Linked DNA regions of Arachis hypogaea: region 1 is linked to region 2. A link is a contact called in public Hi-C data. All regions are on one chromosome and are shown on one strand. The core of a region is the stretch at or near the end of the contact, and the rest is flanking DNA. Distances in the headings are between cores, read along the strand shown. Region 1 has its middle 8.4 kb from the start of LOC112770833. Region 2 holds the start of LOC112769106 (probable phosphoribosylformylglycinamidine synthase, chloroplastic/mitochondrial).

Evidence for each region. A called contact is a pair of places that touch in the nucleus more often than the background predicts.
Region 1: a Hi-C map of leaf shows a contact between it and region 2, with 4 times the contacts expected there. The contact joins the enhancer-like site here to the promoter of LOC112769106 in region 2. A contact is called at or near these places in 3 of 8 Hi-C or Micro-C datasets (all in leaf).

Annotation. Positions count from the first base shown.
Region 1 is chr18:23,641,903-23,647,116 of arahy.Tifrunner.gnm2.J5K5, reverse strand. No RefSeq gene overlaps it. Among protein-coding and RNA genes, the nearest start is that of LOC112770833, 8.4 kb to the right of the region's middle. Within about 2 kb of position 1,851, at least 1 of the 3 cell types and tissues checked has open chromatin away from gene starts, as enhancers often do.
Region 2 is chr18:23,577,725-23,583,105 of arahy.Tifrunner.gnm2.J5K5, reverse strand. It overlaps LOC112769106 (probable phosphoribosylformylglycinamidine synthase, chloroplastic/mitochondrial), which reads left to right and starts at 3,625. Exons shown (of 5, transcript XM_025813519.3): 1 at 3,625-3,892; 2 at 4,231-4,362; 3 at 4,451-4,513; 4 at 4,856-5,381. The coding sequence starts at 4,472.

The DNA.
Region 1 (5,214 bases), core at 602-3,101, 66 kb before region 2:
CTAAAAGACACCAAACTTAAAAATGTTGAAATCAAATAAGAGAAAACACCTAAAAGAATTCGAACATAAAGAAAGAAAGAAAAGGTAAAACAAGATAGAAATCAAAAGTTCAAGAAAAGATTTTATTTTAAAAGATTTTATTTTAAAAGTCTAATTTTAAATAATTGATTTTTATCAAAGGTTTCTTTTAAAAAATCGGTTCTTTAGTCCAGAAAATCGGTTTTTGTCGAAAACGTATTTATTTTTTATACTCGATTGAAAATTGGTTATGTAATTTTATAACCGGTTTTTTAATTATTTAATAAATTAAATATTTAACAATTTGATTTGATAATTGAATAATAGTTGAATTGTTTAACTGTTTCATTGTTTGGTGATGGTATAATTTATTTATTTGGTGTAATTAGATAGGTTTTTTTTGTAGAAAGTAGAATTTAAATGCTTCGTGTATATCTTTCCTGTTGGGTGCAACTAAGTATGTATATCTACAGTGTGAGGCGGTAACAAAATATGCCTATGCATGACAGGATCATTCCTTATTTAGAGAGGGCTAGATTGTACCATTTGGCCAGGCTAAACAGCCGCTAGTTCTGGTTGGACGAGCCTTTTGGAGAGTGCACGGTGACACTGCAAGATATGGCGTTTCAGCTTGGGTTGTCTGTCGATGGGAAGGCCGTTAGTGGTTGTCTGGCAGAGTTTGAAAAATTTATGGAGAATGGCCGACCAGCTTGGGAATGGTTTCAAGAGTTATTTGGTGAGTTGCCACCACCGAATAAGGTCAAGCAGATGACAGTCCACTTCACATGGTTCCATCAGAGATTTAGGGTGTTACCAACAGATGCGGCTGAGGATATTGTTCGCATATACGCACGTGCCTATATCATGATGTTGTTATCCACTTAATTATTTGGGGACAAGAGTGCGAACCGGGTTCATATACAGTGGTTGCCCTTTGTGGCGAATCTTGATGACATGGGGAGTTATAGCTGGGGGTCCGCCGCTTTGGCATAGTTGTATCGATGCATGTGTCAGGTGGCGAATAGAAATGTTACCAACTTGGCAGGTCCTCTCCACTTGCTACAGAGTTGGATATTCTGGCGGTTTCCCTCATTGAGGCCCTCTGGGTTTGAGGATTTTTCGTTTCCGTTGGCATCCAGGTATTCTTTATTCGTTTGAAGCTTGAAAAATATGATATGTTGTGTTATTCCTTCATTTTATAAACGATTACTATCGTTCAGGTGGACCGCATACTTACCACCAAATGATGGCAAGGAGCAAAGGGTTATAAACTATCGCCTTGCATTAGATCGATTGACCACTCGGGATGTAAGTATCATGTTTGTGGTTGGTTTCATTAGTTGGAGTTCATCATTATGATTATATATATACATTCTGTTATAACGTTCGAGGATGTTAAATTTTCAGATTGTATGGGAGCCTTACTCTACCCTCAACGTACTAGCTGTGGTCCATCCTGAGATACTTGCGGAGGAGCATTGTTAGTTATGGCAAGCGGTTACTAGTTTGATATATTTTGCCATCATTGAGTGGCATTAAGTTGATAGGGTGGTCCCACAACTTGGCGGGGTGTAGCATGTTCCCGAGGGGGCTTTGAACATAGACTGACTACATGCTAAGGACGAGACGGGCGGAGATAGGTGGTTCCCCTATTACTATTAGGTCTAGCATTTACACTGGTAGAATAGACTTGTTTCAGTCCTTATTATTGACAGAGTGGCTGATCCAGGCCCCTTCGTTGAGTTCTTAGATTGGTGGCACCGCAAGGTGCACAGGGTCCTTTCCCCAGGAGCCACATTTGCAGATCCCAGGCACGTAGAGATACCGACGGAGGCCTTTCAGAGAGGATCGTCACAGGCACCACGGAGATCACAGTTATCGGACAACAAGCTTGTCGAGAGACGCCGTCGTATTGGTACCCGGGACACAGGTCGGGAGTGGTGATGGTTAGATGATATGATGTAGGAGGATGATGCAGGTGGGGACGACGGAGGTATTAGCGAGCACTGTGTTCGGCGGGCCAGTGTTAGATGTAGGGGGGCTGGGGGTGGTACCCAAATTGGTGGTGGAATTAGCGGGTACACGGCGACTGGGGCTGGGGGCGGGACATTCACAACTGAATGCAGCTCTCATGCATTCCATGACATTGCACAGATGTATGCTGATCTTGGTACGACAACGATGACCATGGACATAGACGATCAGATGGGTAGTTCACAGTTCTACGCAGAGTTCACGACTATCATGCGGGAGGATGACGATCAGTCCCAGATCCAGGTTGATGCACTTGATTACCATTTGCAGATGCCAGATATCCAGCTCGATGCCCCAGCTTACCACCCATAGATGCCAGATATCCAGATCCAGGCACCAGAGTATCAGATACCGAACTATCAGAGACAGTCTATGGTGGACTTGAACGAGCCCGCAAGTAGCCCATTGGACACTTGGTTCACCATGGGAGGGACGCCCCAGTCTGCATTTGGAGCGGACCGTTCGGCTAACGTTGTTGCACAGCAGCCCCACTGACCTACTAGAGTGAGGCGTCCTCCTCGATGTGGCACATGTTCTCATCTGCTTGTCGCATTCGGGGACAATGACCCGGATGATGGTCACAAGTAGGTAGTTGTCTTTGTGATTGTTTTAGTAGTTGCATTCCACGTATCTTATTTATTTATTTCCAGCACCGTATGATTTCATGTTTATTTCGAGAGTTATGTTCCAAACTTAGTAGGTACAATTGTGTGACCCTATCTTTTTTTAAGTATCTATGGTTGGTTTTATAAATGTGTTGATGACTGTATGACTATATATTTTCACAAGTATCTGTTGCATGCTTCTTCAATTGTTTTTAGTTTTGAAGAAATACAAATACATCAATACAAGATTACAAAGTTCTAATGCATTACACAAAACAAATAAACCGTTACATGAAAATAGCGTACTAATGCGAGCTCATAACATTTAGGATAGCACAACTAATAACCAAGATGAACAATAACTACTACATAACATAATACAACGTGAATAAAACATCTAATCTTAGGACCCGACCGTGGAACCTCGCTGAGAGCAACTCTTACGAGTGTGGCCGGGTTGCCTGCATAGGCCACATCGCTTTGGTCTACTAGAGTCAGCTTCATCCATGTTGTTGCAGATACGGGTGGATCGTGGTCGCCCTTCTCTAGCTCGTCGCATGTTAGGGTCAGGGATCACAGTCAGTCTGTCATATGGCAGCCAAAGCCCCTCTGAAATACAAGGTGCAAAGCCCATTTGATACACCTTGAATACCTCAGACATGCTGTAAACTTCATCAACATACGTGGCGCAATCTAGCCGCGACTGAGCACAGCATGCGATTGCATGGCAACAGGGGTAGTGCAGGGCCTGAAAGTGGCCACAGTCGCAGGTGCGATCTATAAGAGAAACTCGATAGGTACCCAATGAGAAGTTACCTGTAGGAGTAGTCTCTGTCACGATATACTCAAATTGATGCCTGTCGAACAGTGTCACTGTGAAGCACCTTGAATCCCTCAAGTTCCGCTCAATGACTTTCACAAGCGCCTGGCAAAACTGGTGCCCAGATCCTAGCTGTGCCTCTGTCGTTTGACCTCGAACAACAAACAACTCTGCAAGCCGTAGATATGTAGACTTCACCAACGTCACTGGTAGATTCCTGGTGCCCTTCAAAATAGAGTTGACACACTCAGATATGTTGGTCGTCATGTGACCATATCGTCTGCCACCATCCTTGTGCTGTGTCCACCTCTCATACTCCATCATGTTTACCCAATCACACAAAGCCGGATTCTCTGTCCTCATTATATCAAGCCAATAGTCAAACTCGGCCTCTGTCTTTGCATAAGTAGCATTTACCAGTAACCTCCTTGAATCTTGCCCCTTGAAGCTGAGCCCAAATTTTGTGGCATCATGCCAAATGCAAAATGCCCGATAAGCATGGGGAGGTCGCCAACCACTATCAAGTGCTTCTAGTGCCGCCTTGATGCCAATGTGCCTGTCAGATATCACCAGAATACCTGGTTGTGGAGTCACATGGCTTCTCAGGTTGGATAGAAAGTATGCCCAGGACTCTGCATTTTCTCCTTCCACAAGTGCAAACGCAACGGGCAAAATGTTCGAGTTTTCGAGTTTTCATCTTGAGCAATAGCCAACAACAAAGTTCCTCCATACTTGCCATACAAGTGCGTACCATTGATGATGACTAGCGACTTACAGTGTCGGAAAGTCTCAATACATGGAGGAAATGTCCAAAAAAGACGATGAAAGTAGACTGTTGATTCATCAACCTGATCACCCACTCTAACCGGAGAGGTCTTCAACAGAGCAATCGTACCCTCCATGGTGGATGTCACCCCAAGGATCCAACGAGGCAACTCACCATAAGACTCTTCCCAGTCACCATAGATCTGTGCTACTGCCTTCTGCTTTGCCATCCATACCTTCTTATAGCTAGGCCTGAAACCATAGGTTGCCTCTGGTGCTTCCTGCAACACCTTAATCGTAACTGAGGCATCAGCTCTGACCAACAAAAACATTGTCGCACATATGACATGGTAATCAAGCTGTCTGTGGTCGCTCGATATCGATGTGGCCAAGTACGTGTGCGGTCCGTTGTACCTACTAACTTCCCAGGTGCTCTTCCTTTGTTGCAGCGTGATACGGATCATCCATGTGCATCCTTTTCTAAACTCCTTACATCTCCCGTTGTATTTGAGATGGTCTGACTCCATCATCCTGTACTCAACTCCACGCTGGATGCTGTAATCCTTTACACTTAACATAACTTCCTCCTTACTCTGGAAGGATTGGCCAATCTGAAAGTCTGTCAAAGCAGTCGCATCATGCAGACCCTGGCCCGCGAAGGTTGCCTCTACGTTCTGCTGTTGGCCGATGGCTTCCAAGTTCAAGGTTGACAAGTGTGAAGGATACTGTTGTGTGCCGGAAGCCGAAGCTCCGTGGGGTGTATGTGTATTGCTCGGAATATCATCATCACTGTCCCCACCAATGTTGACCAGCTTATCGTCCGAATCATCGTCCCACATTGCATTCTCAACTCGATCCGGTCCGGCCTCAACTTCAAAATCAGGAACACCACGAGGCACACCATCAGTACCAGCCGCAACACGTGGAGGATCAGGGATCAGACCTGAAGGTGCTACCACAGGCATCGACGTC
Region 2 (5,381 bases), core at 2,376-4,875:
AGAGGGTACCCAAAATGGAGGTTAAAGGATTTTCTTCTCTTCAGGAGCGCCGCAGAAGGAAGAGTCATTGATAAAGACCATCTGAGAAAGAAGTACGAGGTTTTGTCCAAAGATAAATGTGGTGGTAATGAAGGGATGTGAAAGTTTGAGATTTGGGAAAGAGTAGATGGTAGTGGAGGTGAGGTTGAAGATAAAAAGTCGGATAATTTTAGAATTTTATTAAAAAGTTAACAAAAATTTAAAATTTGAGTATTTTTGTCACACAGAATCCATCTTTTATGGGTATAACATTAGTTTTCTTCTTTGATTAGTACTTTTGTTAACGTTCGTAAAATTTATTATTACAAATAGTTATTTTTTCTTTCTTTTTTTTGTTGTCATCTTGATGCAAGAAATTTTTAAACCATATTTTAATATCCATCACTCCTAAAATATATGTCACAGACGGTGAATATGACATATTATGAAGAAGAAATTATATGAGGGCGAGTTGTGGTGAATGAGTTGAGTGATATGCGAATAGTAACCATGGATGACAGTGAGAGAGGGTGAGCGGGGGGTTGAATGCGAGAGGAATAAGGTTGGCAATGGGTAGGGTTGGAAGTGAGTCAAGCCAGCTTATAAGCCAGCTCGAACTCGACTTTTTTAATAGCTCGATAAGCTCAGCTCGTGAGCTGATGAGTCGAGCTTGAACCTGGAATTGAGCTCATAAATTAAATGAGTCGAGTTTGAACTTGGATAAATTCAGCTTATTAACTCGTGAGTTAGCTCAATTATATATATATATATATATATATATATATATATATATATAAAATTATTAATACACATATCCTATATACATTTAGTATGTACTTTTAATATTATATATATACATATAAAATAGTAATATATAATTTTATATATATTAATATTCTTCTTTAAAATTTTATAATTATTTTTTATATGATTTTGATGTAGGACATAAATAAAAAATTCATAATTAATAGATACACAATATATAAAATTAATATTTTTTAATATATATAAGTTATAATTTATTAATATAGAATTATAGATTATGTTCCTGTTATTTAAGCCAGCTCGGGAGCTTGAGTCGGCTCATGAGCTTTCGGTGAACCAAGTTTGAGCTTAAGAAATAGGCTCGATTGTTAATGAGTTGAGTCATGAGCCGAACTTAACTTTCGTGAGTCGAGTTTGAATTTGGTCTAACTCGACTCAACTCGACTCAGCTCAACTCACTTCCAGCCCTAATAATGAGTAGGATAAGATTTAAGCTCAACTTTAACTCTATCTACTAATTGAAAATATCTCTAAAGTTTAGAATTCCACGTCCCAAACTCTATTGACACCCTAAAGACCAACATTCGATCTTATTCCACCTTATCCACACAAAAAATATTAAAAAAAGAATTTAATCATACAATCTTTAATAAACATACTAATAATATAAAAACTACCAGATTAAGTTCATATTAAAATTAAAACAATAAAATCATCACGTTAAAATTACAAACGACACAAACATCAATTTGTAATCAGGTTCATGTTAAAATTAATAACACAAACAATATTAAAATGATCAGTTTAGTGGTTTAGAAAAATTATACAAAACAAAAAAAAGTGTGTTTGATTTCACAATTCACAGTAAATATATCATTTTTTTTTATAAAATATACTAATATATTAGAAGTATGGGTAGCTTAGGTAAGATTAAACTTAAACTCACACTCTATTTAAATTTGTGACAACAAATTAGATTATCAATACTATTTAAACGAATTATATGAAATTGAATATCCGCAAATAAAATTAGTATTACCAATCCTTAAAAAAAGAAAAATTTGAAGTGAGAGTAAAGAAATCATTTATTTTAATTGTTTTTTTTTTTTTCTTATGATTGCACTTTGTCACTCATTTTTTGTATTTTGTTTGAGTGTGCTTGTTTGGCCAGTCTAATATTTATTGACTAAGATTGGCTTATTAGATAATTGTATCATAACATAGTTGCATTTAAGGTTCTATTCCCTTAGACCGTAAAATAAATAAAAATAATAATAAAAAACAATATATTATCTATTATGATATCATAATTTTCTCTTCCAAATATTCATTTTAATTGTTCTATAAGCATTATTATACGGATTTTTTATTTTTATAAATTAAATAAATATAATAATTATCAAAATAAATACCTCTCTTTTATCTTGTTTATACTGTAAACGAGATAATTTTGCATGTATCTTATTTATAATGTAAACAAAATAAGACAGATGTATACAATACGTGTTTATCTCGCATGCAAAATTATCTTGTTTACAGTATAAACGAGATAAGAGAGATATTTATTTTGATAAATATTTTTTAAATTATTTATTTTAATAATTATTACATTTATTTAATTTTTAAAAATAAAAAATCCATTATTATACAAGTCAATGGTCAATGAGCGTGATATTATCCATCAACTCTAAATAAAAAGTATTATTATTATTATTATAACCATTTTCATCTTTTTTTTTCATTGTACATGATATAAAAATAATATATATATATATATATATATATATATATATTTCATTTTAATATATCTATATTATAATTACTATAGCGACTTTAGTATTTTAAAAATAATATTAAAAAGGTATTATTAAAATAAAAAATATAATTATTTTAATTTTTAAAATACTTGCATAATCATTATAACTATTATAAACATATGTATACTAAAATTCACTTTATATATATAAAGATAAAGATAATAAATACAAAATAATTTTATAAAAGTATTTCTGTTACAAAAATACGTGTTAAACAGATAAATATAAGAATTTAAATTTATTGTGACTAATTCATTCGTTGATTAATTTTTTATATTGATTATTTCAGTTTAAAATTAAAAAAAAAAAGCAATTTTAATTAGGATTGGAATGAGTTTATAGTCATATTTTATAGTCATTAGTTCCTAAATTGACTCGATTATATATATTATTAAAAATAAAGATTAAATTCATATAAGATAAGATATACGTATTAATTTAATATATATATAAAATATAATTTTACATATATATTAATATTTTTAATTATTTAAAATTTTATAGTCATATTTTATATATAATTTTATTTAATATATTATTTATCTATCAATTTTAAATTTTTTTTATTTATGTTTTACATTAAAATTATATATAAAATATGACTATAAAATTTTAAATAATTAAAAATATTAATAAATATGAAAAATTATTTATTAAATTATAAATATGTATATTTTATCTTATATAAATTTAATTTATATTTTTAATATTATATATATAATCGAGCCAATTTATAAACTAATGAAATGAGCTTATCTAATCTTAAATTTGGTTCATTTAATTTATAAATTTAATTTCAGATTTAAACTCAAATTTAGTTCACTATTTCATAAATTTAGCTTAACTATTAACGACCAATTTTAAAGTGGTGCATAAATGGGCTCGACTCACTCGTGCTAATCATACGGCTGCTGGTAATAACGTAGTTAAAGTTGAAGGATGAAAAGGTGGATAGAGAAAGAATAACCGAATAAGTGAATAATGAAAAAGTAGTAATATGCTCAATTGGTCTCATCCGTTTATTAAATGCTCTTTTGTTTATTATTATTTATTTATATTATAAATTATAAATATTTAATTTTCACAGTTGAATAATTCGAAGAGACCTGAGAAAATCACTTAGCAGGGTTTTGGTGTCTCACTCAAAACACTAACACACGCCGCACCCTCTCTGCTACCTTCCTCCACTCACCACTCGCCGTCGCCGACGAAGGCACCAGGTCCACCCTCCGTCGCTAATAGCTCACACCACAGCCTCAAAGCAAACAGCAATTCCAGCAAGTGCACACCAGGTTCTTTTTCTTTTAATCTGAATTTATTTTTATTGTTATTGTTTTTTGCCATTGGTGATTGCTAATTTATTGATTTGGTGATTGGAGTTGTTGAAATATCGATTGCTTGCTTATTGAATGATGGCACCAGTGAATGTAACACAATGCGGAGCAAATATTTATTGGCCGTGTTTTGAATTGAACTATTATATGAACGTTGTTGAATATAATGCAAGTATGTGTTGTTGCTGCTGTATGGTTTATTTGTACCTTTTGTTTTTCGAAAAAAAAAAAACTAACTGTAAATATGTGGTGGTGTTCTTGCTGCTGTATAACGGTTGTTGATATGGTGTTTTCAGGCTTCAGACCAGGGCAGTTACGTGTTGTGGTCTCTCTGCTGCAGCCGCGGGCGGTAGCTCTCTCCCTCTTTGCCAGCCGCTGGCACGTCACTTCATTGACTAGTCAGCTTCTCACTCTATAGCTGCTATATTGTAAATATCTGATCTTGAGGAATGAAAATATAATCATGATCACTTCTTGTGGTTTTCTTATTTTCTTTTTTCAATTTCCTGTTCACAGCTTTCTAACTTGATCAAGGACATGGTGGGTGTTAAGGATATTGGGGTGTCTGAATTCCTTCAGGTTTGATTTTACTGCCGCTTTTTGGTTAAGCATCATCATATAACAATGCTCTTTTGTTTTCTGCATTTTGTTTGCTGTAGTAACATAGAAGCTACATAATCAGTTTTAGCTTATTTGAGAAACTTTGATAACATCATGTTGCGATATATTTTAACATGATTTTTAGTTTCAAACTGAAGATTTCCATTTCCATTGGATCAAACAATAGATCAAACATGAGCTTGTTTTAATTTTCAGTTTGAATATTGTCTCTGATTGACCAATTAATTACGCTTATTTAATTTGGCATATGTGATGCTATTGGTGTTAATGTGGTTTGTGTCTTGGTGGTTTTGGTTTCAGGGTACCTGTAGGCAATCTTTGTTTTTGGTGAAGAAGTCTCAGAATCAAAGGAGTCATTTGCTTTGGGGTACACTTGGGAATAGGAGGCGGGCTCAAGGTTCAACTTGGAGAGCTTCTTCTTTAAGGTGCCAAGCACAGGAAAACCCTAGAGCTGTGGTTTCAGGGGCTGTGACAAGTTCAGTAGAGGAGCAACCTAGCTTGGTTGAGAAGCCTGCCTCTGAAGTCTTTCATTTGTATCGTGTCCCATTTATTCAAGAAAATGCAGCTGCTGAACTTCTCAGGGATGCTCAAACAAAAATCTCTAATCAGATTGTGGATCTGCAGACAGAGCAATGTTATAATATTGGCCTTGTTTCACAACTTTCAAGCATGAAGCTTTCAGTCCTTAAATGGCTTCTCCAAGAAACTTTTGAGCCTGAGAATCTGGGCACTGATAGCTTTCTCGACAAAAGGGGGAAGGAGGGCTTGACTGTTATAATAGAGGTTGGCCCGAGGTTGTCGTTTACGACAGCATGGTCTTCAAATG